Regions from separate parts of the Mus musculus genome. Here regions 1, 2, 3, 4, 6 and 7 are each linked to region 5. Evidence: chromatin contacts called from public ChIA-PET, HiCAR-type, HiChIP or PLAC-seq and promoter capture Hi-C data. All regions are on one chromosome and are shown on one strand. The core of a region is the stretch at or near the end of the contact, and the rest is flanking DNA. Distances in the headings are between cores, read along the strand shown. Region 1 overlaps Dnah6 (dynein, axonemal, heavy chain 6). Region 2 holds the start of Mat2a (methionine adenosyltransferase II, alpha). Region 3 holds the start of Sh2d6 (SH2 domain containing 6). Region 4 overlaps Dnah6 (dynein, axonemal, heavy chain 6). Region 5 holds the start of Kcmf1 (potassium channel modulatory factor 1). Region 6 overlaps Suclg1 (succinate-CoA ligase, GDP-forming, alpha subunit). Region 7 holds the start of Ggcx (gamma-glutamyl carboxylase).

Evidence for each region. Promoter capture Hi-C pulls out the DNA fragments that hold promoters and counts their contacts. ChIA-PET counts read pairs in DNA pulled down with a chosen protein or histone mark. HiCAR-type assays count read pairs that join an accessible place to other places. HiChIP or PLAC-seq counts read pairs in DNA pulled down with a chosen protein or histone mark.
Region 1: a contact with region 5 is called in an H3K27ac HiChIP or PLAC-seq map of extraembryonic endoderm stem cells. The contact joins the enhancer-like site here to the promoter of Kcmf1 in region 5. A contact is called at or near these places in 8 of 39 promoter capture datasets (the 3T3-L1 cell line, the HPC-7 cell line, cranial neural crest and 4 more), 1 of 484 Hi-C or Micro-C datasets (nephron progenitors), 11 of 115 datasets of contacts at active chromatin or transcription factors (the HPC-7 cell line, bone marrow-derived macrophages, embryonic forebrain and 6 more) and 4 of 9 other capture datasets (adipose tissue, embryonic stem cells, liver and 1 more).
Region 2: a contact with region 5 is called in an RNA polymerase II ChIA-PET map of memory CD8 T cells, with 30 read pairs. The contact joins the promoter of Mat2a here to the promoter of Kcmf1 in region 5. A contact is called at or near these places in 8 of 39 promoter capture datasets (the 3T3-L1 cell line, the HPC-7 cell line, cranial neural crest and 5 more), 4 of 484 Hi-C or Micro-C datasets (the G1E-ER4 cell line and embryonic stem cells), 6 of 115 datasets of contacts at active chromatin or transcription factors (astrocytes, effector CD8 T cells, embryonic stem cells and 2 more) and 1 of 9 other capture datasets (adipose tissue).
Region 3: a contact with region 5 is called in an H3K27ac HiChIP or PLAC-seq map of embryonic stem cells, with 6 read pairs. The contact joins the promoter of Sh2d6 here to the promoter of Kcmf1 in region 5. A contact is called at or near these places in 3 of 39 promoter capture datasets (3T3-L1-derived adipocytes, liver and pre-B cells) and 4 of 115 datasets of contacts at active chromatin or transcription factors (embryonic stem cells, memory CD8 T cells, pancreatic cancer cells and 1 more).
Region 4: a contact with region 5 is called in a promoter capture Hi-C map of the HPC-7 cell line. The contact joins the enhancer-like site here to the promoter of Kcmf1 in region 5. A contact is called at or near these places in 8 of 39 promoter capture datasets (the 3T3-L1 cell line, the HPC-7 cell line, cranial neural crest and 5 more), 6 of 115 datasets of contacts at active chromatin or transcription factors (bone marrow-derived macrophages, embryonic basal ganglia, embryonic stem cells and 1 more) and 1 of 9 other capture datasets (embryonic stem cells).
Region 6: a contact with region 5 is called in a promoter capture Hi-C map of the HPC-7 cell line. The contact joins the enhancer-like site here to the promoter of Kcmf1 in region 5. A contact is called at or near these places in 7 of 39 promoter capture datasets (the HPC-7 cell line, hippocampal neurons, liver and 3 more), 6 of 115 datasets of contacts at active chromatin or transcription factors (bone marrow-derived macrophages, embryonic basal ganglia, embryonic stem cells and 2 more) and 1 of 9 other capture datasets (liver).
Region 7: a contact with region 5 is called in a HiCAR-type map of astrocytes, with 2.1 times the contacts expected there. The contact joins the promoter of Ggcx here to the promoter of Kcmf1 in region 5. A contact is called at or near these places in 1 of 39 promoter capture datasets (embryonic stem cells), 1 of 484 Hi-C or Micro-C datasets (embryonic stem cells) and 3 of 115 datasets of contacts at active chromatin or transcription factors (astrocytes, embryonic forebrain and pancreatic cancer cells).

The regions. Positions count from the first base shown.
Region 1 is chr6:73,158,879-73,162,441 of GRCm38.p6, reverse strand. It overlaps Dnah6 (dynein, axonemal, heavy chain 6), which reads left to right. Exons shown (of 77, transcript NM_001164669.1): 18 at 1,435-1,578; 19 at 3,144-3,356. Among named protein-coding and RNA genes, the nearest start is that of Gm24533, 19 kb to the right of the region's middle. Within about 2 kb of position 1,516, at least 8 of the 459 cell types and tissues checked have an H3K27ac peak or open chromatin away from gene starts, as enhancers often do. A contact at or near this core is called in extraembryonic endoderm stem cells, where this site is marked.
Region 2 is chr6:72,438,084-72,441,859 of GRCm38.p6, reverse strand. It overlaps Mat2a (methionine adenosyltransferase II, alpha), which reads left to right and starts at 2,304. Exons shown (of 9, transcript NM_145569.5): 1 at 2,304-2,514. The coding sequence starts at 2,424. Particl (promoter of Mat2a antisense radiation induced circulating long non-coding RNA) reads right to left here and starts at 3,177. Exons shown (of 1, transcript NR_046011.1): 1 at 1,245-3,177.
Region 3 is chr6:72,517,718-72,521,751 of GRCm38.p6, reverse strand. Sh2d6 (SH2 domain containing 6) reads left to right here and starts at 1,716. Exons shown (of 12, transcript NM_001374030.1): 1 at 1,716-1,792; 2 at 1,870-1,991; 3 at 2,784-2,841; 4 at 3,792-3,814. The coding sequence starts at 1,926.
Region 4 is chr6:73,180,148-73,184,111 of GRCm38.p6, reverse strand. Dnah6 (dynein, axonemal, heavy chain 6) reads left to right here. Exons shown (of 77, transcript NM_001164669.1): 12 at 2,285-2,405. Among named protein-coding and RNA genes, the nearest start is that of Dnah6, 40 kb to the left of the region's middle. Within about 2 kb of position 1,886, at least 30 of the 459 cell types and tissues checked have an H3K27ac peak or open chromatin away from gene starts, as enhancers often do. A contact at or near this core is called in the HPC-7 cell line and bone marrow-derived macrophages, where this site is marked.
Region 5 is chr6:72,897,727-72,901,608 of GRCm38.p6, reverse strand. Kcmf1 (potassium channel modulatory factor 1) reads left to right here and starts at 1,630. Exons shown (of 7, transcript NM_019715.2): 1 at 1,630-1,995. The coding sequence starts at 1,980.
Region 6 is chr6:73,262,863-73,266,661 of GRCm38.p6, reverse strand. It overlaps Suclg1 (succinate-CoA ligase, GDP-forming, alpha subunit), which reads right to left. Exons shown (of 9, transcript NM_019879.3): 4 at 2,642-2,854; 5 at 2,375-2,432. Among named protein-coding and RNA genes, the nearest start is that of Gm38834, 16 kb to the right of the region's middle. Within about 2 kb of position 2,096, at least 29 of the 459 cell types and tissues checked have an H3K27ac peak or open chromatin away from gene starts, as enhancers often do. A contact at or near this core is called in the HPC-7 cell line and embryonic stem cells, where this site is marked.
Region 7 is chr6:72,412,923-72,416,627 of GRCm38.p6, reverse strand. Ggcx (gamma-glutamyl carboxylase) reads right to left here and starts at 2,320. Exons shown (of 15, transcript NM_019802.5): 1 at 2,179-2,320; 2 at 1,786-1,956. The coding sequence starts at 2,221.

The sequences.
Region 1 (3,563 bases), core at 267-2,766, 260 kb before region 5:
AATGCCTATAACCAGAGGCCATGTGTCTGAGTCAAAAACCAAACAACAGAGGAAATGTTTTCCAGGTAATTGTTCCTGGTGTTGGGAGAACCAGAGGGGCATTTTAAAAAAACTTCTTATTGAGTCTCTGTGAGTTTCACTTCATGTACCCCAGTCTCACTCATCTCCCCATTCCCTCATATCCACCCTCTGCCCCATAACCTCCCCACCAAAATAAAATAATAATAATAATAATAGAACCACACAAACAATAAACAGAACAGAACAGAACAAAACAAAACATAGAAAACATTTCATCATGGAAGCTGTAGTATGTCACAGCATGGAGTATGTCACAGTGTCCCACAGTACACCCCTCTGTCCACATACCCTCACTTGCAAATGTTCATTGCAATGAGTCATTGACTCTGCCTTCTGGGACATCACTAATGTGGATCCTCACTGGGTCTCCTCCCAGTCATGTTGTTGTTGTCCTGTGCCATGGAGATCCTGCCCTTTATGTGCCCCAACAGTTAACAGATGATGTAGATTTTGGCGTGGTCCAACTCAGAGCCCTGGATCCGGGCCTAGGTAACAACTAAACTGGTCAGCCCACTGGCTTTCCCTGATCCATACCACCAAGGTGAGCTTTCCCACATTGCTCTGTCTAGGCCACTCAGTGCCACCATAGGCAAGAGACAGAGTCAGCTCTCTTGCTATCATGTCCTCAGGAGACTGGCTCACCAGCATCCATGCCTCCAGCCCCAGCTCCACCATGCTGCCCAGAGAGCACATGGCTCTCTCTCCCGAGTGCTGCAGCTGGCAAGGGGCTGGGAGAGCACTCCTACATCCTGGGGGCTGTCTCACCCATACCTTCCCCAACAAGGACATTGCCACTGTGTTGCCCAGGCAACGCTCAGGGCCCACTCTCCCAGTGTTCCCAGTGAGGGGCAGGGATAGCTCTCCCACTCCTATGACCTCTGGGACAGCTCTCCCTACTACCTCAGGTGGCAAGGGGCAAGTTGGGGAGAGCATCATCCATGCCCGCTCTACCTCAGGGCAGAGCAGCTCTCCCCAGCTCTTGCCCTCATGGTCAGCTCCACTACGCTGCCTGGGAGAGGTGCAAGGCCCCACTCCCCTGAGTGGCACAGATATTGAGGGGTGGGGCCAGTTCTGCACAGCCCCTGGACATCCATGTGATCTAGGCAGCTGCCCAGAGCAGGGCTGTCCCTGTGGTCTTTACTGATAATCTGTGGATCACAGTACTGCACTTGATAGCGAAGCAGACAATGCTAAGAAAAGAATTAGCGATTGGCGTTAACAATGGCTGTTTCTAAGCCTACAGATTTGCTTTCATTTAGTGTAGTGCCACGAAAGCTAAACTTTTATACTGTTTAAGCTTGACATTTATCGTGTGTTTTAACTGTTTTTTTTTTTTTTTTTTTTATCCCACAGTCCAAATTTGACTGCCTGGATCCAGAAGTCCTAAACAGTCAAGTTACTAAATACGCTAAATTTGTGACCCAGCTGGAAAAGGGCTTGCCACCTAACAGTGTGGTGCCCCAGCTCAAACAGAAGGTGGAGAAAATGAAAGAAAAGGTAAGATGGGAGGAGGGGAACCGTTTCAGAACCAAACTCAGATGTCCTGGGTATTTGTTTGCAGGAAAAAGAAATAATAGTCCAGTGTGTTTTTCTCAACAGCTGGCAAAATGGTGCAATGGAACATTGCGATTAGAACAAACACTTGGGGTCTGTTACATGATAGACAAAGTAGTGCCAAGATGCTGATGCCCTCAGCATATAGGCTGCAATTGCACCCAATGCAAACAGCAGAGTCTGTTTACCCTATGGCACCTCACAGCTAGGCACTATCCAGATGTATACAGTGTGGAAAAGCCGGGGAAGCCGGGTAGTGCATGGAAAGGGTTGGTTGGGAAACTGCGTTGCAACCAAGCCAGTCCTTAGAAGGGATAAAAGGATCAGGTGAGTCTGCTCAGCTGGTAAAAGGCATTTGCAGCCAGTTGACTTCTCCCATACTGACCTTGCCTGTTATCTCCCCTTTCCCTTGAGATCTCTAACAAACTCGCTGTAGTTAATTTAAAAGCTCTCTTCCTAACAATGTGCACCATTTCTGAGTTTGATTCTGATCACCGTTGACTCTCAGGCGTGTTTTGTTCTGCTCATTTTTCTTCGCTGTGTGACTTTCCATTTTCTGTGTGTTTCGTTTGGTCGTTGTTGAAAGCCCGGCATCTTCTGCAGCAGCGAGTGGTTGCTGAGGCACGTGGTTTGCAATCTGGGAGACGGGCATTAGTTTCCCTCTGTTTACCTTTTCGCTTGTTCTATCAACTCAGTTAGGAGTTCAGCTGGCTTTGAGATTTGACACTGCCCTAGTCTGCCTTTGCTGCATCTTGGGCTCTGTATTTTCTAGTGGTACCTACCGTTTCTCGAGGGAGCTGGGCCCCAGAGGTTGTTTTTAGCTTCTTTCTCCTGGACCTACACCTTTCTTCTTTGTGGTGCCCAACTGAAAATCCGTTTCCTGCAGCTTTCCACTCTATACTGATTATTTCACAGGACAAATGATCACCTGGTGGGAGAGGCAGACCTCAAGATTGGCTCCACTTAGTGAGGTGCTCCATCCCAGCCCTCTGTTCTAGTCTTCAGAGAAACATGTGACTACCGGTTTCCCCACATTTTAAAATTAGTTTGGTGCCCTGAAATTCAGTGTTCTCAAGGTCGTGATAAAATTCCTTCATTTGCATTTCCTTTTCTATAGGACGAGTGGTGCTGTTTTCAACTCTCTATAAGCTGAAACCGTGTATAGCGTGTCTTGACCAATTCCACCATCATCCTCCCCTCCAACTTCTCCCAGATTCCCGCCACACTGTCTTCCCAACCTCACGAGCTCTTTTTTCAGACACTGAGTCTGACAAATGCCACCAGTATGTTCATGGGTCTAGGATGGCCCAGTGCAGCATGGGTGACCCATGCAGGCCCACATTCCTGCTCTCAGCAGCCAGCAGCCAGCAACAGCGCCTCAGGCAGTGCTGGGGCACCATGAGGCCCTCCCCGACCCATGCTGGGGTGTTTACAGGCTGGATCATAGGTAGGTCTGGCGCATGTGCTTTTTTACAGAGGCAGCACCTCTGAAAATGTCTGTTTTCCAGCTTCCTGTGATCATTGACTTGAGGAACCCAACCCTGAAAGCCCGGCACTGGGCAGCCATTGAGCAAACCGTCGACGCCCTCCTAGTGGACACTGAAATCCCGCTGACCTTGGAGAGGCTGTCCGAACTGCACGTCTTTAATTTTGCTCAAGAAATCCAAGACATATCTGGGCAGGCTTCTGGGGAAGCTGCCTTAGAGATAATTCTTAAGAAGGTAAATCATGAAGAAGCCAGACATGGTGGCATGGCCCTCTCGTGCCCCGTTTTAGCACCAGGGAAATGGAGCCAGGTAGATAGACCCCTGAGGCTTGTGGGACAGCCAAACTAGCCTACTTAGTTCCAGCCCAATAAGAAGCCATGGCAATAAATAAATAAAACAAAGCAAGGAAATAACACTGACCTACATACACATACTCACACA
Region 2 (3,776 bases), core at 1,055-3,554, 460 kb after region 5:
GATACGGTGTGAAATAATAGTAACAGCATACTCTACCCTTTAATGAGAGCATGCGAGACTAGCCAGGTCTGGTGGAATACTCCTGAAATCTTTAGCTCTCTAGAGGCTGAAACAGGGAAGGCTTTTCATGAATTCAAGGCCAGTTTGGGCTACACAGTGAGTTCCAGATCAACACAGGCTACAGAGTGAGACCTGGTCTCAAGAAGCAACCACAGCAGGATAAGTAGAGAATTTTAGCCTTTGTCCCACCAGCAAATGGACACCTGTAAAATGACAATTCACTACTTTAGTGGTTCCTGTTATATGTTAGACACCGTGCAAAAGATTTCTTGGAAATTTTTCCTACTATTATCCCAACTTTACAGGCTGAAGACAGAGGTATGGAGGTTGCTTATTCTGTTAGGTAACAGCAGAAGCGTGACCCAAAGCCACGAATTGCAGTCCCTATGAGCAAGAGAGGTAATGATGTATAACTGAGTTTAATTCTCTTGGCAGGATGAAACCAGCTGTGGAGCTGAGAGCAAAGGGGTGTCAGAATTTAATGAACTAATCATTGAATTTAACCTCCTCCCTCTCTATTAATAAAATAACCTTTTAATTATATTCTGGCTTCTATATAGATTTTTCTGCTGGAAGGTAATGCACTGACCGGTCTACACAGGCATTTTGGTCTGTCTGGCAATTTTATTACTCATTGTGAGGTACTCTTAATGGCTGAGCCATCTCTCTAGCCCCTAAAACAAGTAAAAATTATGAAAGTCTTTACTATTTTCTCATGAAGGGCTAGTTTTAAAAATAAACCCAACGAACAAGAACAAAATACTGTCAGGCTGCCTGCAACGATGTGGTTTCCGACATGGAGATGAGCCTGTGTGTGTCCCTTATCTTCTTTGTTCCTAGCATAGCACAGTCTAAGAGCTTCCTTTGTTTCCCACAGTGCCTTTCTCAAACTCCCACCTTTGCACTGGCACACACCCTAGAGGGAAATGCCCCTTGCTTTTCATAGTGTACCTAATTTTCTGAGGCAAGGCAGCTGGCAGCCGGAGGTTGTCATTCAGCCTCACAGTCAAGTGCATCTTATGCTAGGAGCAGGCTGTTCCCTAGCATCATAAAACCCGATGTTCTTGACAAACACTGGTTCTCAAAAGCCACCAGGCTCCTGGCCTGCCCTAAGACTGGACCCAACAGTTGTGTGACACTGGCCTCATAGAGGGTCTCTGCATGCAATTAGCTCCAGACTCCACTCTTTGTCTGTATGGAGTTTTATTTCCCTTTTTTTCCCCGTCTGTTAATTCATTTCATGAGCAAAACTGAGACAACTGCAAAAGTTTAAAAGAGAAAGTGTCATAAAATCGAGGCCATTTGACCTTGACAAGCTCATCTGAAGCACATTTGAAGGCTTGAATAGCGCCCTCCCCTACACACACGAAAGAAGCATTCATATTCTCTCGAACAGATTGGAACGTCCATTTCTTCCTAGGAAGCATGGAAAACCAAGCCATGCAAAGTCAGATTTAGGATAGAAAAGAATCTAGTACCGTCTCAGACTACGGGGGTCCACGAGGCTCGGCGAGGGGGGAGGGGAGGCCGCCGGCAAGTGGCAATTGTTCGGAAAAACAATACAGCATTCCTGCTAGTTGGCTTTACAGCCATTTTCCCCAGAGCAGTTACTCGAGGCATGACTAACGGTAGGGCTAGAACCCCTCACAATCTCTCGTTCCCCGGAGGGAACCGTGTAGGATGGATAAGGGCAGTGCCTATTAGCCTCCGCTGGCCAGTCAACATGGCCACCTTCACATGGCAGAGGGCCACCCGGCGCTGGTGCACGAGGTGGCGAATGGAGGGTGGTGGTGGCAGGAAAGACCCTCGGCGAGAGCCACAGCACAAAACGGCCGCCACCGCCACGGCCGCCGCTGGGAGGCGCGCGCGCCGGCAGACCTCCGTGGGCAACGGTCGGAGGGATGTACCATACCCTCGTACAGGGGAGGCCGTCCTTCAAATCCAAATCCTCTCTTCTCCAGCAATCAACGTGGGGATGGGCGTAAACCCCAAGTCTACTCACTTACATCTCCATTTAACCCACGCCATCAAGATGACTAACTACTGGCAGGAGGCCCGGTTAGCTCTGCTCGCCCCCCCCATCGGTAGAATGGTTCAGCCGGAGCTCGGCTCGGCGGACCTCCCTGCCAACCCCCATCCGCCCGCCCGCGGCGCATTGGCGCGCGACGCCGAGGGGCGGAGCCCGAGCCGGGCGCGCGCGACCCCCTGCTCTATAAATACTGGGCCGCTTCGCCCGCCGCTCCGTTCGCTCCGAGTCTCCAGCCTGCCGAGAGCTGAAGCGATCCTCCCTCTGTGTCTTCCGCAGCCCTCCGCCTCGCCGCCTCTCAGTCTCCTCAGAGTCGCCCTCTCTCACCGCCGCCGCCATGAACGGGCAGCTCAACGGCTTCCACGAGGCGTTCATTGAGGAGGGGACGTTCCTCTTCACTTCCGAGTCTGTAGGGGAAGGTCACCCAGGTGAGCCGACGGGGACTCGGAGGAGGGAAGGGCGGAGGGCAGTGGCGCTGGGGGTGGTCGAGGCCGTCTCCGGCGGCGGTGGGCATGGCAGCGGCCGCGCGCTTCCCTCGTGGCGCCGCGAGTTTGCAATGTGCGGCCCCGCTCCCCTCCCCCTTTCTCCGCTCCTCATCCGGCGGCGCGCCCCGGCATGCGGAAGGTTCCAGAAATCGAGAAGGGCGGGGGCTCGAGGCAGTTTTGAGATCGGCGCGGGGAGGGCACTGCTTCCTCCTCTTTAGTCCCGTCGCCTGGAAAAACCTCAAGTGGGCGACCCCGCCCCGCGTGCTCGCGTCCGGCCGCCGGGAGCGCGCGCCCCGCATTGCAGCGGCTACCACGTGTTCGCCGCATGTGGAATTGGGGCGAAGCGGAGCTGGCGGCCTCTACCCACCCGACCCCTAGTTTGGAAGTGGGGGCTGGTGTCTCCGAAGGTCCCATCTCTAATATCCCTGACTTCCGGCCCCTGGAAAACGCTTAAGAGCATGGGTAGACATGCCCTTTAGCCTTCAAGGTGACAGACTGCCACTGACTAAATATAGCGCGAATTAGAGAAGGCATCCCTTATTTAGAGTGTGCTTGAAAAGGATGAAGTGCATGAATTAAGTGTATACTCCCATCGCGTTAGGTTTCGTTTTAAAGTCTTCCCTTTGGTCTTTTTCCTACAACTAAAGGAGGATTTATTTCATGTTTCCTTAAGGCTTTGTCCACTGAACCGCCATGATGAGATCGGTTATAATGAATCTATTATATGGACTTTGGGTTTCAGATGGAACATAACCATTTAGTAAATACTAATATTCAGTTTGAGCTGTTTCCGTTCGCAGGGGGTCCACAGCAATATTATTACATGGCTTGTGAGGAGCATCTTGATGAGTGATGGTTGAAAGACAAGTGTTGCTGTGGCTCCTCCCACACTCCCCTCAAGGAAAGGAGTATCTCCATATCTATTGAATCACTCCTTAGTACAGCCATTAGATTCCATCTTAAGGTTCTGTGGCTGCAATACACATTTTGGGGTAGTAACAAAAATCAAGGAACATAGAGCCAAGCACAGTGGTACACTAACTACTACAATCCCAGCGTTTAAAGTATGGAAGCAGTTTAGTTTGTCAGCCTGGGCCACGTGTAAGACCCTGTCTCAATACCACAAACATTCCAGACCAGGATACTGCCATTTTCTAAATTGATGAATCAAGGAGAAATTGGATATGGCTTAGAGCACACTTGAA
Region 3 (4,034 bases), core at 467-2,966, 380 kb after region 5:
GAGCCCTTATCCCCCAGGACATTTGTGGCAGCTCCTGGGCTCTAGAGAGGCAAAGGGGCTCCGCTCACCTACCTTGCCATGGTGAGACTTGGTTCTAGAGGATCCTTGGGCCCATATACCTGCTGAGACTCCTAGAGATCCAGGACTGTGGGCAGGGAGAGTCCCAGCTGTACTAACCACTCTGCCCCTGCTCTTTCTAGGACAGGTTCAGTGGCAGCAAGGCCCGGTGAGTGCCCCTCTTTCTCCTGCTCGCCCCTTTGTCTTCACCTACCTCCCCCTCACTGGAGCAGCTGTCTATCTCTATCCACCCGTGTGCTTCCACTCTGCCAGCCCTGTGCCCAGCATCCCTAGGGTATCATCTTATCCAGCTGTGCACCAAAGGCCACTAATTCTGCCTGCCCCCTGAGCCCACCCCAGTCTTCTCCTTCCATTGCTCTGATCTCAGGTCCAGGCTGTCACACTGGCTTCTTCAGAGAGCATTCCTAGTCATAAGTGTGAGTGGTCTAAAGTGCAATGTCACCCTGACAGCACTCAGGGTCTCTTTGGGCAGAGCTGAGTAGAGTCTGCTTACAGGTTGGGGCCACCACTCCTTCCTGCCAGAGGTGCAGGTAAGTGCACAGTGAGTCTTAGGGGCCCAGCAGACCAGGGTCCTCCACAGTTGGATCTCCCTGAGTGACTCTAGATAGCCTGTCCCACCACCTGTCCAGCAAGGCTTAGCACCTAAGCTTGGTTCTCTTACGTGTCTTGGTCAGAATCCGGGTACGGGGGTCAGGAGCCATTGATGGGTGAAACAAACACATCTGCCGAGATCCCCGTGTTTCACCACACCTGTCTTGTCTACACTGCTAAAAAGGCCCCTTTTATGGGTTCCTTTAGTTGTAGGGTTGAAATCTATAGTTAAGGGAAGACGGTTTACGATTTATCAGAGAGAGAGAGCAAAATAAACCTTTTGCTGGAAGTAGGTGGGCTGGGGTGAAGCAAAACCAGTCTATCTATCCAGATACCCAAGTTTGGAGAGAAAGTAGAGCCAACCCATCTTTCCTGTCTGGCCCAGAGACCTGGAGAAACAGGGTAAGTCGGAATGCTGAGGATGGGGGAGGGGAGGGAGGGAGGCACCAGCCACCAGGGCCTGCCATGTTCAAGCCTCCATCTTCCCTATGCCACCAGCATCCCTTTTTGAAGGCCCAGGAAGAGGGAGAAGAGGAGGATAAATATGAGCTGCCCCCCTGTGAGGTTCTGCCCGTCAGTCTGGCCCCTGCACAGTCTCTTGGCTCTAAAGACGACTCCTTGTATCTGGGTGAGGGCTGGGAGGAGGGAAGGGCTGAGAGGTTGGGTCAAGGCAAGAGGGTCCAACAAAAGGAGAATCCGGCCCGGCCTCTCTTCCTTCTGCCTGAGTTGGGGCAGAAAAGGGCCTCAGCTGGCTGCCACTGAGGCCTCTCAGCTGGGCAGAAAAGGCTAGAGAGATGGAAAGGAGTTAAAACTGTAAAGAAGGAAAATGGAGAGGAGGCAGGAGGGAGGGGTGAGGTAACTAAGGCAACGTTGACAAAGCAGGAAGCCCGACCCAGTCCCTAGGGCCTTGCGTTCCCTCCTCTGAAATCGCTGCACATCCTCCCAACCAGGGTGGGAATGCCCTGAGAGGCCACCACCACTGGCATCTCACCCCCCCACCCCCACCCCCGCTCAGTCATGTGGGGGCAGGGAAGCTGACTGTCTCCAGTTGCCATGGAGACGGAGCTGTTAAGAAGCCAATAAGTAGAGGAGACAGGAGGAGAGAGGGAGAGATGAGGGCTAGGTGGGGAGAAAGTGGGAATAGACTAGGGAGGACCTTCCTCCCTCTCCCCAGTTTACAAAGCATGGGGTCTCTTTCAGATCGTTCTGGGCCCCTGGATCCATCCAAGCCACCACTGCCCCCGCCTCAGTCTACCATGGCCAGAGGACTCCCCATAAACCCTTCCTTCCCTACCCGCCCTACCTCTGGCTACCATTTCCCGGTGAGTAAATCTTACAAACATCTCATTTGCACAACCCCTCCCGCCCCCCCACCCCCCCTCCCCGCTCCCGTTCCACCCCCAACATGCGTTTATATTCTAGATGCCAGGAAACCTCTGCCTGTGCATTACAAACCAGAGTGAAACAAACAAACAAATAAACAACAAAATAGCTCCTCCCACTTGCCTAAAGGGTCCTTTCATCCCTTCCTTAGTCACCCCTCTGCTCTGCTCCCCGCTCCAGCACAGCTCAGCAGGGCTCTCCATCCTCTGCTGGGGTTGGGGGCAAGGCTCAGCTACCTTCACCTGGGCCCTGGACCACAGGACCCATCTCTGGCCAGAGGGGTCAGCTGTCGTCATCCCAACTCCCTTCCCCGCTGTGATCTGGTGGCTATTCACTTTCGTATTTTACAGAATAAAAATAAATAAATAAGCAGGGGAAATTTCGCAGTAAGGAAAGGACCCCAACTAGAGGCAGGGGGAAGCATTGTCAGTCTCCTTTTGTAGTATTTTATGTTTGTTTTTGTTTGTTCAGTTGTGTTTTCTGGGGGAGGGGCAGTTGAGAGGGGGGGTCTCATGGAGCCCAGGCTGGCCTTAGACTCACATCTACCCTGCCTCAGCTTCAAGCATGAACAGGCTAACAATTCAGTGTTAGTGTTGAAAGCAGCACATCAGCTCTACCCCCTTGCACCCCAGCTTCCTTGTTCTTCAACTGCCTGCACTTCACACCTCCCTCTCTCCTCCCTCCTCCCTCTTCCCTCCTCCCTCATTTCCCTCTTTCCATAATGCCCACAGCTGAAGACAGCAATGAACCCACAGCCTGCAAAGCAGGGACCTGTTTTTGGAAGGCAAGGTAGAGTGTCCCCTCTCTTTCCACGGCTCCACATAGGGAGGGGAGGCCTCTCCTACACTTCTTCTCTCCTAGAATTTTGGGGTTGCCTTGAACAGGGCTTGCTGCATCCCTCCTAGCCACACCTCCTTTTTGTTTGCCAAGCCTCCAAGTCAGTCAGTACAGGTATCATTACCACCAAAGCCATGATCTGCTGTGCCCTAGAGTTTGAAAGCAGAGGCCCTGACCTCCAGGCCCTGTCTTCAGTCAGTGTGATCCCTTGGCCAGGTGAGGGGCACCCTAGAATGAAGTGGTCAAACCTAAGACCCTCCATAGTGAGACAGCTGAGTATTATCCCTCATCAACAGGCAACCTTGGGCTGTCACTCCCATTGTCTCCACTCTCCAGAGACTTGCCCCTATGGTCAGTGCCTTGAGATGTATGACCACAGGACCTTAGAATGTCAAGATAGGGGGTGGGGGGAATGGACCATTTGAACCATCCCCGAGTAAAACAGGTTACAGGAGGGTTAGCGTATTCCAGCCCAAGGTCAAACGGCTCACACGAGGCACAGTCCATCTTAGTCTCAGTTGCTGGTGAACCTCCATCACCTTGAGGATTTTTGTTTGTTTAGTTTTTGTTTTTGTTTGTGTTACCATAAAGTTATCTGGAACCAAGCCTAGCAAATTTGGTGAGAAGTTAAGCCTGGTGATATGTCAAGGCTGTAAAGAGAAAGGATGAGTGAATGAGGTGTGTTCTCCTGGGTCTCCAAAGCTAGCTCTGAGGAGCACTGTGACCAAGGATGCCTAGACCCATTCTCACTGATGTTCATGAGTGCTCTGAGGAGCACTGCGACTAAAGGTGCCCTAGCCCTCTTCCTGCTGGTGCTCATGAGTGCTCTAAGGAGCACTGTGACTAAGGGTGCCCCTTTCTCTCTGACGTTCATGAGTGCTAGTTCTCCCTTTTCCTTACAGGGCGAGGTACATCTGCTAGAATGGTGAGCTGCCTTCTTCTCTATCCTGTAATCTAGGGACTTCTCTGGAAAACTGATAGGGCTGGAATGAGCATCCGAGGGAAAGGTCTGCTGTAGAGTCATTCTCTCTTCCAAAAATATAACCCATTGGTGCCACCCAGAGCCTCCCCACTCTCTGAGCACTCCTAAAGGAGAAGTCAGTTGGGGCATGCCCTTCTTGTGTACATAAGGAGAAAGTGAGACG
Region 4 (3,964 bases), core at 637-3,136, 280 kb before region 5:
GCTTTCGTATGACAAAGAAGCAGGCTAAATCACAAATAGAACATAATAAAAATAACATAAATAAAATACTTTAACATACCATTATCATCATAAGGAAGACCAAATAGAAAAGAAATAAGAACAGAGGCCTAGCCAACACCATTAGAATAAAAAGAAATGATCATCAAAATAAAGAAACAAACAAATAAGTAAGTCTTTAGAAGCTCTGAGATTACTGTGTAGATGTTGGTTAAGGTGAATTTGAATCATTAGTAAAAGTACATTTGCAAACTGGGAGAATGTATTTATATCATCCAGCCTGGCCTCTTAAGGCACGAAGAAACTTTGCTCTGGGTGACAGGACTACAGGTGGGAGGAAAGATGGCCAAAGCATTAGGCAGAAATCCTACCAAAAACTATTAACCAAACAGAGATGATACTACATCACCCATCAGCTAAGTGCAAAGTCAAAGAAAACTGAATTAGCATCTTTCAACTAACATGTTTGTGAAATTAAAAAGTGTGCCAAAACCTCCCGTGGGCTAACCTGTGGGAAATCATACACCCTGCACCACTGCAGCCATGCAGAGAATAAAGAACTTGCATTGTATGAGGGAAAATAACTAAACGTGCATTTGCTTTTTGGTTTAACAATGCCACCTCTAGACACACCTGAAAACACAGGGTCAGAGATAGAAAAGAACATACACATGAGGCTACTCTTAGCATCTTGCTTCTGATTGCGGAAACATCAGAAACTATCAAAATACCCATCCCCGGGCAGGAAGACAGGGGTTAACTGTATGGAGTGACATCCAAGACTCACTGTGAAGTGAGCAAGCCAAGAGACAGTTTTCTGTCATCTGTCCTTTTTGCGTCAGAAAAGGGGGCAGGGCAGAGAGGCCCGTAAACCAGAAGCCAAGGAAAACAGCTCTGCATTGGAGAGTGTGGAAATGATTCAGGAAGGGTCAGAGTGGGGGGTGTGCAGTGCAAACAATAAGGAGAGTAACCCTTCTGAGTGTAGGTTTAATATAGTTCTAAACAAGAGTGGAGGGGGAATAAAGTACAAACAAAACCAAATAAATCCAAGTTAGTTGAGCAACATAACTACACTGAAGAATGGGAAGATGAGGATGAAAGCAAGTTTATCATCACCACCACTACCATCACCCTCCTCATCATCATTATTAATGAAAGGTTTGAAACTCAGGGCCCCACATAAACTTGAACATAGTAGTTAGGACTTTGGCCACATAACCTTATGCTAACTTCTAAGCTTGCTTTTGTCCGTGGAATCAGTGTATCTGCAATCCCAGACCACTTTCTGTGTGTTCCACAGTTGAACAAATAAGTAAAACCATATTGTGGGCAGTTGTACTAGTTAGATTGCTATTGCTGTAATGAAATACCGAGACGAAAAGCAACCTGGGGAGGAAAGGGTTACTTCAGCTTACAGCTGAGTTGTGGTCAGTCAGTGAGTTAAGTTAGGTCAGGAAGAGGCAGGAACTAACATAGGGACAGTGAAGAAGGCTGCTTTCTAGCTCACTCCTCAGGGCTTGCTCCGAATGCTTTGTTAAACAAACCAGGGATGGCTCTGTCCCCACAGGGCTGGGCCCTCCCACACCAATCATTAATCAAGAAAATGCCCTATAGACTTGCATACAGACTATCTAATGAGGGAAATTCCTCAGTTAAGGTTCCCTCTTCCAAGATCACTCTAGCTCATAGCAAAGTGACAACAAAACAAAACAAACACACAACCCTAACCAGCACAGGAATGAAGAGATTATATATCTTCAAAGAATTAACAAGTGGGGAAAGAAAGACCACTTTCTGAACTGAATGGTTTTGCATTGAGATTAGAGTCATGAACTCATGGTTTTTATTGGCTGGTAGAAAAATAGAGAACTGAGATCTACATATGCGTGCTGTGTGGTGTGGTGTGGTGTGGTGTGATGTGCTCTGTGTGTGTGTGTGTGTGTGTGTGTGTGTGTTCTACTTAGGAAAAATTCCCTTGAGAGTTAGAAAGATGGCTCCGACGTTAACCACACACACTGATCCTTCAGAGGGTGCAAGCTTCATTTCTAGCACACACACCAGGCAGCTCACATTTCGAAGTCCTGCTCTGGGGGATCAGACACCTCTGTCCACCATGGGCATGGGCACCTGCACTCATGTGCCCGTACTCTCACACACACACACACACACACACACCACACACACACACACACACACACACACACACACACACGTAACTAGAAATATTAGGGGAAAAAATCAGTCTTGTTCATCTGTCACCACTTAGGAAACAATTCACGCAGCGTTCGACTCTGCACGCTTGTACGCAGCGACATTTGAAAAGTTTCAGTTATTCTTCAAGGAAAACGAGAGTCTGGATCTAGAAGCCCTGAAGCAGGAGGAGCCTGGTGAGTCTGCCCTCGCTAAAGCACATTTGACCGAGATAACAAGACCTGTCGTCTTCTGGGTTTCTGTTTGGTGGTGTTCAGTGACACCGAGTGTTGACCTGAAACGTTTGACCAGGCAAAGGCAGGACTTTATGCACATCTGGTATTTCCCATGGAATCCCTCATTTTCTTTCCTCTGCGCCCGCATCCCTGTATCTGGTAAAGTGCGGGGTGGTTCCTCAGTCACGCGTGGCCCATCTGTCGAGGTTGCTGTAAGACCTGTGTGCCTTGTGAAGAGTTGAAAAGGAGGTGGGATTCTACCATTCCTGCCAGGCAAGGCTTACAGAAGCCCTCTGTCTCAGAAATTCAAGATACAATTTTCTTCCTATACCACCCTGAGACCTGGTGAGGATGATCAACAATTCTTAGTGTTGAATTCAGGCCCGGGGACAAACCATTCCATTGGAATCCTTATTCTTGGGTGTGACAGGAGTTGGACGTGTTTCACAGGATGTCTTTTCCAGAGCATGATGCAAGCGAGTGACCTTTTAACCTTATGGACTGATTTTATGGCGTTTTATTTTCAGGAAAAAAAATCCAATTTTTATTTTTATAAAATATGGTTTTTGAACACAAAGTAGATCTATTCCAAATAACCAGCTTAATAATTTATATCATCTAACTCACAGGGGTTAAATGAAGGGCCTGATGTATGCTCTGAGGTATACTGGCAGCCTATGGCTTTCTTCTTTTATGATTCAATTGTGATCTTATGAAAGAACAGACATTGTGCCTCCTCTTCCTCTTCCTCCTCCTCTTCTTCCTCCTCCTTCTTTTTCTCCTATTTCTTTTTTCTCCTCCTTCTCCCCGCCCTCCCCCCCAACTGTAACTATATTTGCTGACAGGCCCAGGACCTACCATGAGGCTCTGGTGGGGAGGGGCAAAGGATGAAGTAGAGCCTGTGAACACTTTATAATGGAACTGCTTGCAGACTCGAGGAAAGCAAGGCCTCAAGCATGCAGGCACACCCCATCACCCCCAGACAGAGGGAGATGACCTCAAGCATGCAGCCACACCCCTTCGCCCCCAGACAGAGGTAGATGACAGGCAGTGGACCTGCTTCTCACACCCCTTAACTTTCAATACTCTGAACAAGATACTTTTTTTCAACCAATGCTAGATTGCTAAAGATGCCAAATGTGGCCCTACTTTAGAAAACAAAACAATTAGTCAATTCTCTCTGGACAATTTCATTTCTATATATACATATACACATATATGACCTTATGTATCTATACAAAAATCTACAAACCACATAAGGCACATGATATTAGCCTTTCAGAGGCTGGCTTGATTTGTTTTCTTGCAAATGACATAACTTCATTCTTTACAGCTGAAAAAAAAACCAACCCATTGTGTATATTAATGACATTTCCTTTACCCATTTCGACTGCCAAGCATCGAGATTGTTTCTGTAACTTAGCTGTTGTGAGTGGAACAGAACTACATTAACGTTGATGTGCAGTGTCCCTGTGATATGTTGCTCTGAGTCCTTTAGTTTCACACCCAGGAGAGATAGA
Region 5 (3,882 bases), core at 381-2,880:
TTTTTCCATACTTACTGGTATTCCTTTCTGGAAGTGTTGCTTTTGTTGGCTACTCTAAATGCTCCAGCATTTTTACAGAACTGCTTACAAACTTTGATACAAATTTATAAAAAACCATTATTCACCACCTGTGTATGCGTTAAGAGCTGCTAGCCTGACTTTCACAGCTCAAGTTCAGGGAACTGGCTTACACCCAGGATCACTTGCCAATAATAAAATGTGTAGGGTTGTCAGAAAGGACCCACTAACCAGGATGTCGATCAGGCTAACTACAAACCCTGCTCTCCCTTTGTAAGCCCTACTAGGCATAGTCTTCCTCAGGCCGGTCTGTAGTGTGCGGAATTCCACACCCGAAACAGAAATATTTGTTATCTAGTCCTCATTTAAACCCAAATTAGGTGGGGGTGTGGTGGAAGATGCCTTTCGTTCCAGCCCCTGGGAGATGGGAAGGTCAGAATCAGCTACTTGAGCAATTCAAGGACTGCCTCGGGCTATCTGAGGTCATGCCTCAAAACCACCCCCAATTTAATTACAGCTAGTTTCTTGGGTAGACAGGGATGACCTACTATGTAGTCTCTCGGATTAAGCCTTTTAGTATTTTCAAAACCAGACATATCTTAAATCATATTCAATAAAATATTGTAACAAATAGGGTCCTTCCTTTGCTACTCTACACGTCGAATCTTGGTACTGTATCTCTCCTGCATCTATTGATATGCTTGCCCTTTTTGAAAGTCACAGAAGCTAAGGCAACCAACGCTTTGTCCAGGTCCCACAGTCGGTGGAGGGTGGGCAAATTAGGAAAATCGCCAAAGCAAGCAGTACCTTGGACCCTAGTTTCAGTAAACTTAGCTGGGAACTTTGTCCAATCTCGAGACTACCAAGGCAAAATTAACCACCCAAAGCGAACCAATTTAGAGCGAAGGCTCAGCAAGGTTAAGTCACTTGTTCAAGGTTACACCGAGCATATCAGAACCAGAATCCCAGGGCTGAACACGTCTTAACTCCAGGGCGCGATCTGTTCTACCTGCGCCACGCCACCACTGACACGTGGTCAGGGGTAGTCTCAAGTGTTTGTCGAGTTAGCAATGCCTGAAGAGAAAGTAGCCTGTAAGGAGCCTGGGTGGAGGGAAAGACCTGCACACACAGCCGGAAGCAAAGTACCCCCGAAGCCCACCAAGTTTTTCCCGCAGCGCATTCGAGCGGGCGGCCGAGCCGGCTCGCTAGGCCTCGGCCTCCCCCTGGGTCTGGGGACCCGCGAGCCCCGGAGGCCCGACTGCCATTCCCTTCTGGGTCCCCGGCTTTCAAAGCAGCACACAAACACACACACGTCCCCGGGACGTCTGCGATGGCCCGGCCGCCGCGCGCCCAGGCGCTGGGGAGCCACGTCGGGGGCGTTTCGCGTCCTCGTCCTCCCCACGCGCAGCGTGGCGGGCCGCGGCTGGGCTCGGGTGCCTGCGGGACCGCGGCAGGACCGCCGCCAAGCACGGTCGCCCGCCGGCCGCGGGGCCTCAGGGCGGCGAGAGGCGGGGCGGGCGTGCGGGCGGAAGGAGGCGGAAGAGGAGGAAGAGGAGGAGGAGGAGGCGGCGGCCGGAGCCGGGAGACGGACGGGCGGGGGGCGGGCCGGGGGAGGGGACGAGCGGGATTTGCGGACGCCGCGCCGCTGCCGGGAGCCGGCGGGGGCCCGAGAGTGACCGAGTCACGGCGGGCGCCGGCGGAGCCGCGGCCGCGTCGGACCCGCCTCCTGGAGGAGCTCAGCCCCGGCCAGGCCCGGCCCCATTCCCGCCCCGCGCCGCCTCCCCGCCGCCGCCGCCGCCGCCGCCGCGGGAGCGCTCCCCTGCCCACCCCGCCCCCGCGGCCGAGCCCGGGAGTCGAGTGGGAGTCGGCCGGCCGGGCGCGGGCAGCGCCGGGAGCCCGCGGTGGGGGCACACTGCAGCCGGGAGCCCGGGAGGGGCCGCGCCGCCAGCGTCTGAACTAGGATGTCCCGACATGAAGGTGAGAGCCGAGCCCCCGCCCCCACCGCTTGGGCCTCGGCCTACCCCGCCCGAAGTCCGGGCGCCGCCGAGGGCAGCGGGGCACCGGCGGGGACGCGGGCCGGGCCCGAGTCGCGGGGCTGGGGAACCCGAGGCCACCGCGGCCCGAAGAGCGAGCGGGAGCGGCGGCCGCAACCGTGGCTTGCGGCCGCGGCCCTGAGCTGGGCCTGGAGCCGGAGGCGGGGCGGCCGGGCGGCCGGAGGCTTTGCACTGTCATGGGGCGGGAGAGGGGGAGGGGAAGCGGCGGGGCCCGTTACCGGCGGGAGCCTGGCCCTCGGGACACATACCGGACGCCGAGGCCCGGCCGGCCCGCCCGGGGGAACCGCGGGGCCCCGGCGCGGCCTAGCTGCGGCGGCTCCCGGAAGAGCCGGGCGCCGTGGCCGAGCCGGGTCTCGGGCGTGCGGCCGCGACAAGGGGGAGCGGGGTCCGGGCCCCGCGGGCGCGTCCGGTCTCTGGGAGACCGCGGGCGAGCGACGGCCCCGCCTGAGGGCCGCGGCCGTGCGGGCGGGAAGACGCCGCGGCTCGGGCTCGGGCAGCCCTCTGTGACTGGAGCTCGCCCGGCCTCGCGGTAGGCCTCTGCGCGTCCCTGGGCTCGGGTAAGCCAAGTTCCCGGGGCGGATCCAGCCCGGCCGCGGTGAGCAAACTCCCTGCTCCGTCACCTCGCCGGAGCGGAACTTGCTCCCGGCCGGTCCCGGGCCCTCACCCGCGTGCGCTGCCCACCGAAGCAGGCTTCCAGTCGGGGGGCGTTTGGACTTCCGCGGTGCCCTGTGGAAACACGCTGGGGTTCTGTGGTTAAGAATCAGACCACTCGCGTCCCAGCCCCACGGCACAAAGGCACAAGTGTTTTCAGGCCGATGGATGGGCGATGAACTGGCGAAAAAATAAGTTAACTTGAATTTACTACCATATGGTTTAGGAAGGGGGGAGGGGGCTATGTTCTCTTTGTTTCACTACAGCAGGTTTTACCTTTAAAAGTAGTCACCGACTTAGTGAAAAGTTTATTTCGGTACGGTTAATGGAAGATTGTATAAGTGACCTGAAAATAATTGAGTCCCTAAGATTTTCCAAATCCTGTATAGGTGTTTTGGAAGTGAAGAAAGTTTGAGGAGGCAGTTTATCGCCGAGGGAAGGGCATTCTTAGGGAAGTACAGACCTTGGCTTTTCTAAGGTGACAAACTCAGATCAATTAACATACATTTAGTGAAAGTTTCGGAATTTGCATTTCTAAAGGCAAGATTGTGATTGACTCTGATCATTTTATGTTTGGAGAGTTTTTATTTAAAAAAAAAAACCTAATGATAGGGAAGAGCATGGGGCATTTTTGATTACTAACTGTTAATGTGTTGGTCACTTTGAAATAAATAGCAGGGTACTTAATTTAGCCTCAGTCAGATGAAAAGAAATATTTGGGAACTCACCTGCTAAACCGTTTTATAAGCTTAATGGGAGTGTGTTCCTTATCACCGCACTTGAAAAAAGTCTTCATTAAGGTTGTAGTCAAATTCCATTTGGAGATGGTGAGGTTAATTTTAGATGGCATCAGTTGGTGTATTGACCACCTTCAAGACAAAGTGAAAGTGAGCATGAAGTTCAGGCTCCAACTCAGGAACCAGATTAAAATAACAGAATAGCAATCGCCTTAAAGAAGCAGACGGAATAGTCTTAATGAGCAGTAGCCTGGAAAAAGTACCCTCAGATGGTGTGTTTGAGTAATTAAAATGGCTTAGGTAGGTATAGCATCCTTCAATAAAATATTGTGTGATCTAAGCTCATCATCATTCCCTCTTTAGTCTTGGAAAGGGTACCTTTTAATTACTTGACATCTTGAAACTTTCCAACACCTTTCTTG
Region 6 (3,799 bases), core at 847-3,346, 360 kb before region 5:
GGATTAACTACTTTAACTAGTTGGTTCCCAAAGGTATTAAATTCCTGCCTACATAGGCAGGCACAGACCCATCTGTTCTCAGCCCATATAACACTCAAGTGGAGTAAAGAAGGCAGGCCAAGTAACAACTTGTGCCTGGGGGAGGAGGAAAAGCCAAGACACATGCAGATGAAGCTCACCGTGTCCATAGTTATAATATGGGCAGAGCCACACGGGACAGATATCGTGTTGACTTTTAGGGGATTGCAACAGTTATCAAAGATTCTGTAAAGCAGACTGCAAGCTCATCACTCTGGAGACCAACAAGGAGTCCCACTGACGGAGGCTAATATGAGCCCAACAAGAGATGCTAAAGGGCTTTGCTTTGGACATTTTAGAATCCTTTCAGACTGCAGTCAAGGATTTCCTTTTCTCCCTAGGTCTGACAGTTGGAGTCTTTTAAATAGGCCCTCTGAAGGGGTACCCCAATACTGCTGCACCTGACACCCAAAATTCAGCTGCAAGCACAGATCATCTTAATCCCATAATGGAGGTTAGGATTACTTCTCCAGAGGAACAAGTATGATAAGAACATGAGGTAAAATGGTCAAGTTTGGGCTAAAAAGATCCCAAGGAAAAGTATGCTGTTTCTTTATTGGCCAAAAGCCAGAGATGTCCTCTTGGTAGCTTCATGCCTGCTAGAGGCCAAAGATAGCACAAGTGCTTTGGGAGCTCGGAGCTCTGATCGGTCCTACACGATTCTCAATGCCTCTGTAGAAAAGCAGGATGTTAAAGCAGCAATAAGGGCTGAGGGAAAACCACTCCAGCTAAAGAGAATGGACGTGTCTGGCCTGGAGGCAGACCTAACAGTCAATGGGGCCAGGGAAATCTCCAGGCCAACAAACCACCCCTAGGAATGTGGGCTCACTTTAAGCCATGCTAATGGAAAACCTACCTCAGGATTAGCTTCTTAGCTGGCATCTTAATGAGTTTTAAGAAAACAGAGTTTTAAAGAAAAACAGAGTAAGAAAGAAAGAAAGAAAGAAAGAAAGAAAGAAAGAAAGAAAGAAAGAAAGAAAGAAAGAAAGATAGAAAGAGAGAGAGAGAGAGAAAGAGGAGAGAGGGAGGGAGGGAGGGAGGGAGGGAGGGAGGAAGGAAGGAAGGAAGGAAGGAAGGAAGGAAGGAAGGAAGGAAGGAAGGAAGGAAGGAACCAAGCAAGCAAGCAAGCAAGCTGGGCAGTGGTGGTGCATGCCTTTAATCTCAGTGGGAAGCAGATCTGAGCTCAAGGCCAGGCTTGTCAACAGTAAGTTCCAAGACAGTCAGGGCTACAAGGAGGTACTCTGTCTTGGGAAAAACAAAAACAAAACAAAACAAAAAACAAACAAACAAGCAAACAAAAAGAAAAAAGAAAACAAAGGATTGATAAGAAATGCCAAATATGTATCGTTTCAATCTAATCTTATGAAATTTGTGTTTTAGGGCAAGGAATTAAAATTCACCCAGTAAAAGCTTTGTTCATACAAAGGCCCAGAGCTCTATTCTAGGAATTGGATGCCCTGGAGCAGTGAGTGACCTTTTCTCCCTGGGAGCAGTGACCCTTCCCTCCTCTTCCAACTCCCCCAGCCAATTCTTTTCAGAGGAGCCAACTGAGTAGACTATGAGGCCAGGCCAGGCAGCACCTGAGTTAGACTAAAAGCCAAACTCACTTCCTGCCTCTGTGTGTTGGTCCAAGTGCACCCTCGGATCAAGGGTAAAGACTGAGAAGGCGCTCTTTGACCTCACCCATCAGGGGCATCACAACAAAAGCTGTTTCATCCCCCAAAGAGCAAGCACAAGTCTGCTGGAGAGGAGAAGCCTGGAGGAGGAAGGGTAACTGGGACTCTGCTGACGGAATACAAAGTAGCACGGACATCTCCTAGCACTCCCTGGCAACTTCCTTAAAAGGCAAGCATACTAAATGTGTGTTCTAGCAAATGTTGCCCTTCAGAAATCAAAGTGTATCCATAGCAAGGCCTGTATTTTAGTCTTGTTCCTAATGCTCAAACCTGCAAACAGCCCAGATGACCACTAAGAAAATGGATAAACAGTGGTAAAGCCACAGAGCAGGCAGGAGGCTGTGAGCAGGAAGCTGGTATTCACCACGAACACAAAATACACAGCAGAACCCAGAGTCTGAGCAGAAAAGGAACCACTACCCACGATCATCACTGGTTCCACAGAACTACAAGTGATTCTCAAAGAGGCCCATCATATTTGAGATATATTTCTGACTCACTGTAAGAAAAAATAACTTATTACAGAGACACATTGACTTACAGTCACCGTCACTGTGAGCCGAGTTAGGAAAGTGGAATTTCTATGTTTTAATCTATCAGAAAGTAACAGAGTCACTCACCTATTCTTCCCTTCTTGTGAATGTGGCCAGGCATGATGCCGATTTTGCATTCTCCAGGCTGGAGGAAAGTAAACTGCAGTTTCAGAAAAGTTCCAAAGAAAATTCTAACCCCTAAGTCACATGTGCACACCCACACCCGAGCACACACAAACACCCGAGCACGCACATGCACACGCGCGCGCACACACACACACACACACACACACACACACACGTACTTTAATTCAAAGCCATAGCCTTCTGACTTCCCTCCTACCCTACACTCACGTTGATGACGCCGGGGCAGTTTGGCCCGATTAGCCTCGTCGTTCCCTGGCGTGTCAGTCTGTGCTTGACCCGCACCATATCCTGCTGCGGAATACCTTCCGTAATGCACACAACCAAGGGAATCTCCGCGTCGATTGCTTCATTAATGGCAGCAGCAGCAAAAGGAGGAGGGACATAGATGACAGAAGCCGTTGCTCCTGTTTTCTCTTTGGCCTGAAACATTAATCACAACCGATTGAATCATAAATAAAATATATTCAGCAGCATAATTTGATTAATGTTTAGGAAGGGGTCACAGGCAGGCTATCCTCATTCCCCCATTCTGTAGTCCGTGACGTAGTCAAAAAAAAGAGCAGAATCCAAGCAAAGCCTCTCTGAATGCCATTGTGAATTTAAAGGTTCCGTACATCTTACCCTACAAAAGGACAGTAAATCTGAGAGCTCTTCCCAATTGCACCCACGCTCCCTCCTCCCTGGAGGATTGCACCTGTGCTCCCTCCTCTCTGGAGCTATGCACAGCTTCACTTTTCCTCCCCAGACTCACAAGACCTGGTGCCACCTATCCAGCTTCAAACTCTGTTTCTCCTTAGAAGAACCAGGGCCAGGGACCCCAGGTCTTCAGAATCTAGCCTTCAAACATCTATTTTAAATCCATGGTAAATATGACCAATGAACAGTAGTGTTCCCTTTTATATAGATTTATTTTTACGGTGTGTGTGTGTGTGTGTGTGTGTGTGTGTGTGTGCACACGCACCTGTGAGAGCTTACATTCATACAGGTGCTCTCTCTCAGAGGTCAGAAGATGTTGGATTTCTGGAACTTGAGTTACAGGCACTTGTCAGGAGTCCAATGTGGGTGCTGGAAAATGCCCAACTTAGATCTTCTAGATGACCAGCAAGTGCTCTCAACCTCACTGCTGGGCCATTTCCCCAGTGCCTAAGTGGAGTGTTCTCTTTTTTTTTTTTTTTTAAGATTTTATTCATTATTTTATTTATTATTATATGTAAGTACACTGTAGCTGTCTTCAGACACACCAAAGGAGGGCATCAGATCTCATTATGGATGGCTATGAGCCATCATGTGGTTGCTGGGATTTGAACTCAGGACCTTCAGAAGAGCAGTCAGTGCTCTTAACAGCTGAGCCATCTCTCCAGCCCC
Region 7 (3,705 bases), core at 1,071-3,570, 490 kb after region 5:
TAAGGGACACTCAGGTCTGGAAAGCCACTTAGGTTCAGGCAGGGTTTCTCAATCCCGGGAGAAGCTGCAGTAGCCAGTCTGGTTAATTATCTATAGGGATATTTACCCGTTTGTTACAAGACATCAAGTGTATCCTGGTACCAGCACAAATCCCAGCAACCACCTATCTCTCTTCTCTGAAAGTTCTGACAACTAAAAAGGTCTCCAGGTTGCAAAATGGCCCCCAGCTAGAAACTGCTGGACTTAAAGGCACATCTTGGCACATCTGTAACCCTGTGAGTTGTCACCCTGGCTATTTCTCTGAATTGCTTAGTGTAACTTCTGAGTAGCTTCACGACATGAACAAAATGTCTCTCCTGTCAGGTGTCATGGTGTTTGTAATCCCAGCACTTGAGAAACAAGAGGAGCACTTAAGAGGCCAGACAAACCTGGTCTATGTAATGAGACTATTTCAAAAGCCAAAAAGAGCCGGGGAGATTACTCCATTGGTAAAAAAAATCAAAGTCCTTGTTGCAAGCGTGAGAGGCTGAGTTCAGGTCACTAGCACTCATGTCCAAAGCCTGCCTGGCATGGTAGCTACCGATCTCAGTGGCTGAGAAACAGGCTGACCCCTGGGGCTTGCTGGCCAGCCAGTCTACCTCAACTGGTGAGCTCTAGGTTCAGGAGAGAGAAACCCCACCTCAAAAACTACGATGGACAGTGGCTGAGGAAGACAGCTGACACCGACCTCTGGCCTAAACTCACCACATGCAAGCATGCTCTTGCATGCACACAGGCATGCAGCTGTTCCTCTACTCCATGTGTCCAAAGCATTTCTAAACACTAAACCCTAACTGCAGATGACAAGGCCAGATAATTCCAAACTTCCAAAGAATTCTTCCATTATTCCAATACCTTCAGCTCTAAGGAGAAGAGATGGGCAACTAGGCTGGAGAGAATGGCTCAGCAGTTATGAGAATGCAAATAATCTTCTTTTTATTTTTCTTTTTAAAAAAGATTTATTTATCTTATATATATGAGTACACCGTAGTTACCTTCAGACACACCAAGAGGGCATCGGATCCCATTACAGATGGTTGTGAGCCACCATGTGGTTGCTGGGAATTGAACTCAAGACTTCTGGAAGAGCAGTCAATGCTCTCTTAACCTCTGAGCCATCTCTCCAGCCTGCAACTGATCTTCCAAAGGAACAGAGTTCAGTCCCCATCACCCATATCAGGCAGCAACTACCTTTAACTCCAGCTCCAAGGGGTCCAACTCCCTCTTCTGGCTTCTACAAGCAAGCACACGCCTGGCCTACAATCACACAGACACTGCCCTGGTTAATCTTCGTCACCTAAAAACAAGCTAGAGGACCTCAACTAAGGAAATACCTCGAAGAAATTGGCCCGTAAGCATTTATGTGAGAGGGCACAGCCTACTGTGGATGGTGCCACCCTGGGCAGGTGATCCCTACTGGTAGAAGAAAGCAGGTTGAACAAACCACGAGGAGCCAGCCAGCATCTACAAGGTTCCTCCATGGCCTCTTCTTCAGTTCTGGTCTCCAGATTCCTGCCCTGACTTCTCTCCGAGATGGACTACAACTGTAAGCTGAAATGAACTCATGCTTTTCCAGGTTGCTTTTCATCATGGTGTTTTTATCAGAGTAATAGAAAGCAAACTAACACATACATACATACACATAAACAAAATAATGATAAATCTTAAAAAGAAATAAGATGACATTTTCCCACCACTACCACCACCACCTCAACCAAAATGTCCCCATCCAGAAAATGGACTTACCAAAGAGAAAACGAAAGACAGCCAGGTTTGCAGGGTCCGTTGGTTTGTTAAGCAGGGTCACGACACTCTGCCAGCTAGATAAATCTGTCCATTCAAACCCTAAAATTTTCTCCATTCGGCTGCCCTGTTTCAGTCCTGATGTCTGTGCAGACTTGTTTTTCTGTACTTTATCTACAAACCAAGACCTGGGGTCAAAAAGTGCGTGGGAAAACCGCAGTCCCTACAGTCTAGGACCTCCACCCACTGGGTTCTTCCACTGATCCAGCTCCTGCAACCTTCTGAGTCTCAGGTCATCCAAGATTCTCCTACGATCTTCCAACACAGACCGCCATCTCTCTCAATAAGCCACTTCCCCACTAAGACCACCGTGCCTCTCGCCAACCCTCAGCCTACCTGAGGCGGGAGCAACCAGTGCGGAGCCGCGGTGCACAGCCATGACTGCAGGGACAGGTGAGCCTCTCTGCAGCCAGGTCGGACCCAGTGGAACCTCCAGACTTAGACTTGCTGTCTTAGGCCCCGCCTCCTCGACACGTAAGCACTCGCGCGGACGGCCGGAAAGCGCCCGCACTGTCGTGAAGGCCGGAACCCCCGGCCCCGCACTGAAGCATAGGGGGCGTGGGCTAGGAGTGTGGGCGGGGCGATCCTGAGCCGAGCCCTGAGCTCAGAGACCGGGTGGGTATGAGGACCTTTGGGGATGGGCAGCGCAGGCGCTTGCTAAATCTAACTTTGGCATTGAGAGGAAGGAGTGACAGTTTTCAGAACAAGTGTCTCTCTCTATACTACTAGCTATCCCATCACATACTTGAACTTCAATCTCGACGCCTGCTTTGCTGTTTTTAGATTGGATCTCTTTTTGTAGTTTTCTCGCTTATGTAAACCAGACTGGCCTCAAATTCACCTGCTTCTGCTTTTGGAGTGCTGGAATAAAAACACTCACCACCATGCCTGCTTTTGAGACCGAACTAGCCTCGAACTCCCAGCAATCCTTCTGCCACTCTGCCTCTGTCTCCCACATTTTAGGATTTAAAAACTAAGAATTATACTTTCCTAATTTCATTGAGTCCTTCCCGAACCCCATCAGGAGTCTCCAGGTTTGAACATCCCGTCCCTGCACCCCCTCCCAAAAAGTCGCGAGGTGCAAAAGGGTAGACTTTTCTGCAGATGTGGGTTGGGGAGTTAAAGACGCACTTGGAAGGGGCTGGGGAGATGGCTCAGCATTTAAGAGCACTGATTGCTCTTCCATTGATCCTGAGTTCAATTCCCGGCAACCACATGGTGGCTCACAACCATGTGTAATGGGATCCGAGGCCCTCTTCTGGTGTGTCTGAAGGCAGCTACAGTATACTTATATACATAAAATAAATAATTTTTTAAAAGATTTATTTATTTATTATATGTAACTACACTGTAGCTGTCTTCAGACACTCCAGAAGAGGGCGCCAGATCTTGTTACGGATGGTTGTGAGCCACCATGTGGTTGCCGGGAATTGAACTCAGGACCTTTAGAAGAGCAGTCAGTACTCTTAACCCCTGAGCCATCTCTCCAGCCCAAAATAAATAATTTTTTTCCATTTTTTATTAGGTATTTAGCTCATTTACATTTCCAATGCTAAACCAAAAGTTCCCCATACCCACCCCACCCCCCAATCCCCTACCCACCCACTCCCCCTTTTTGGCCCTGGCGTTCCCCTGTACTGGGGCATATAAAGTTTGCAAGTCCAATGGGCCTCTCTTTGCAGTGATGGCCGACTAGGCCATCTTTTGATACATATGCAGCTAGAGACAAGAGCTCCGGGGTACTGCTTAGTTCATATTGTTGTTCCACCTATAGGGTTGCAGTTCCCTTTAGTTCCTTGGGTGCTTTCTCTAATTCCTCCATTGGGGGCCCTGTGGTCCATTCAATAGCTGACTGTGAGCATC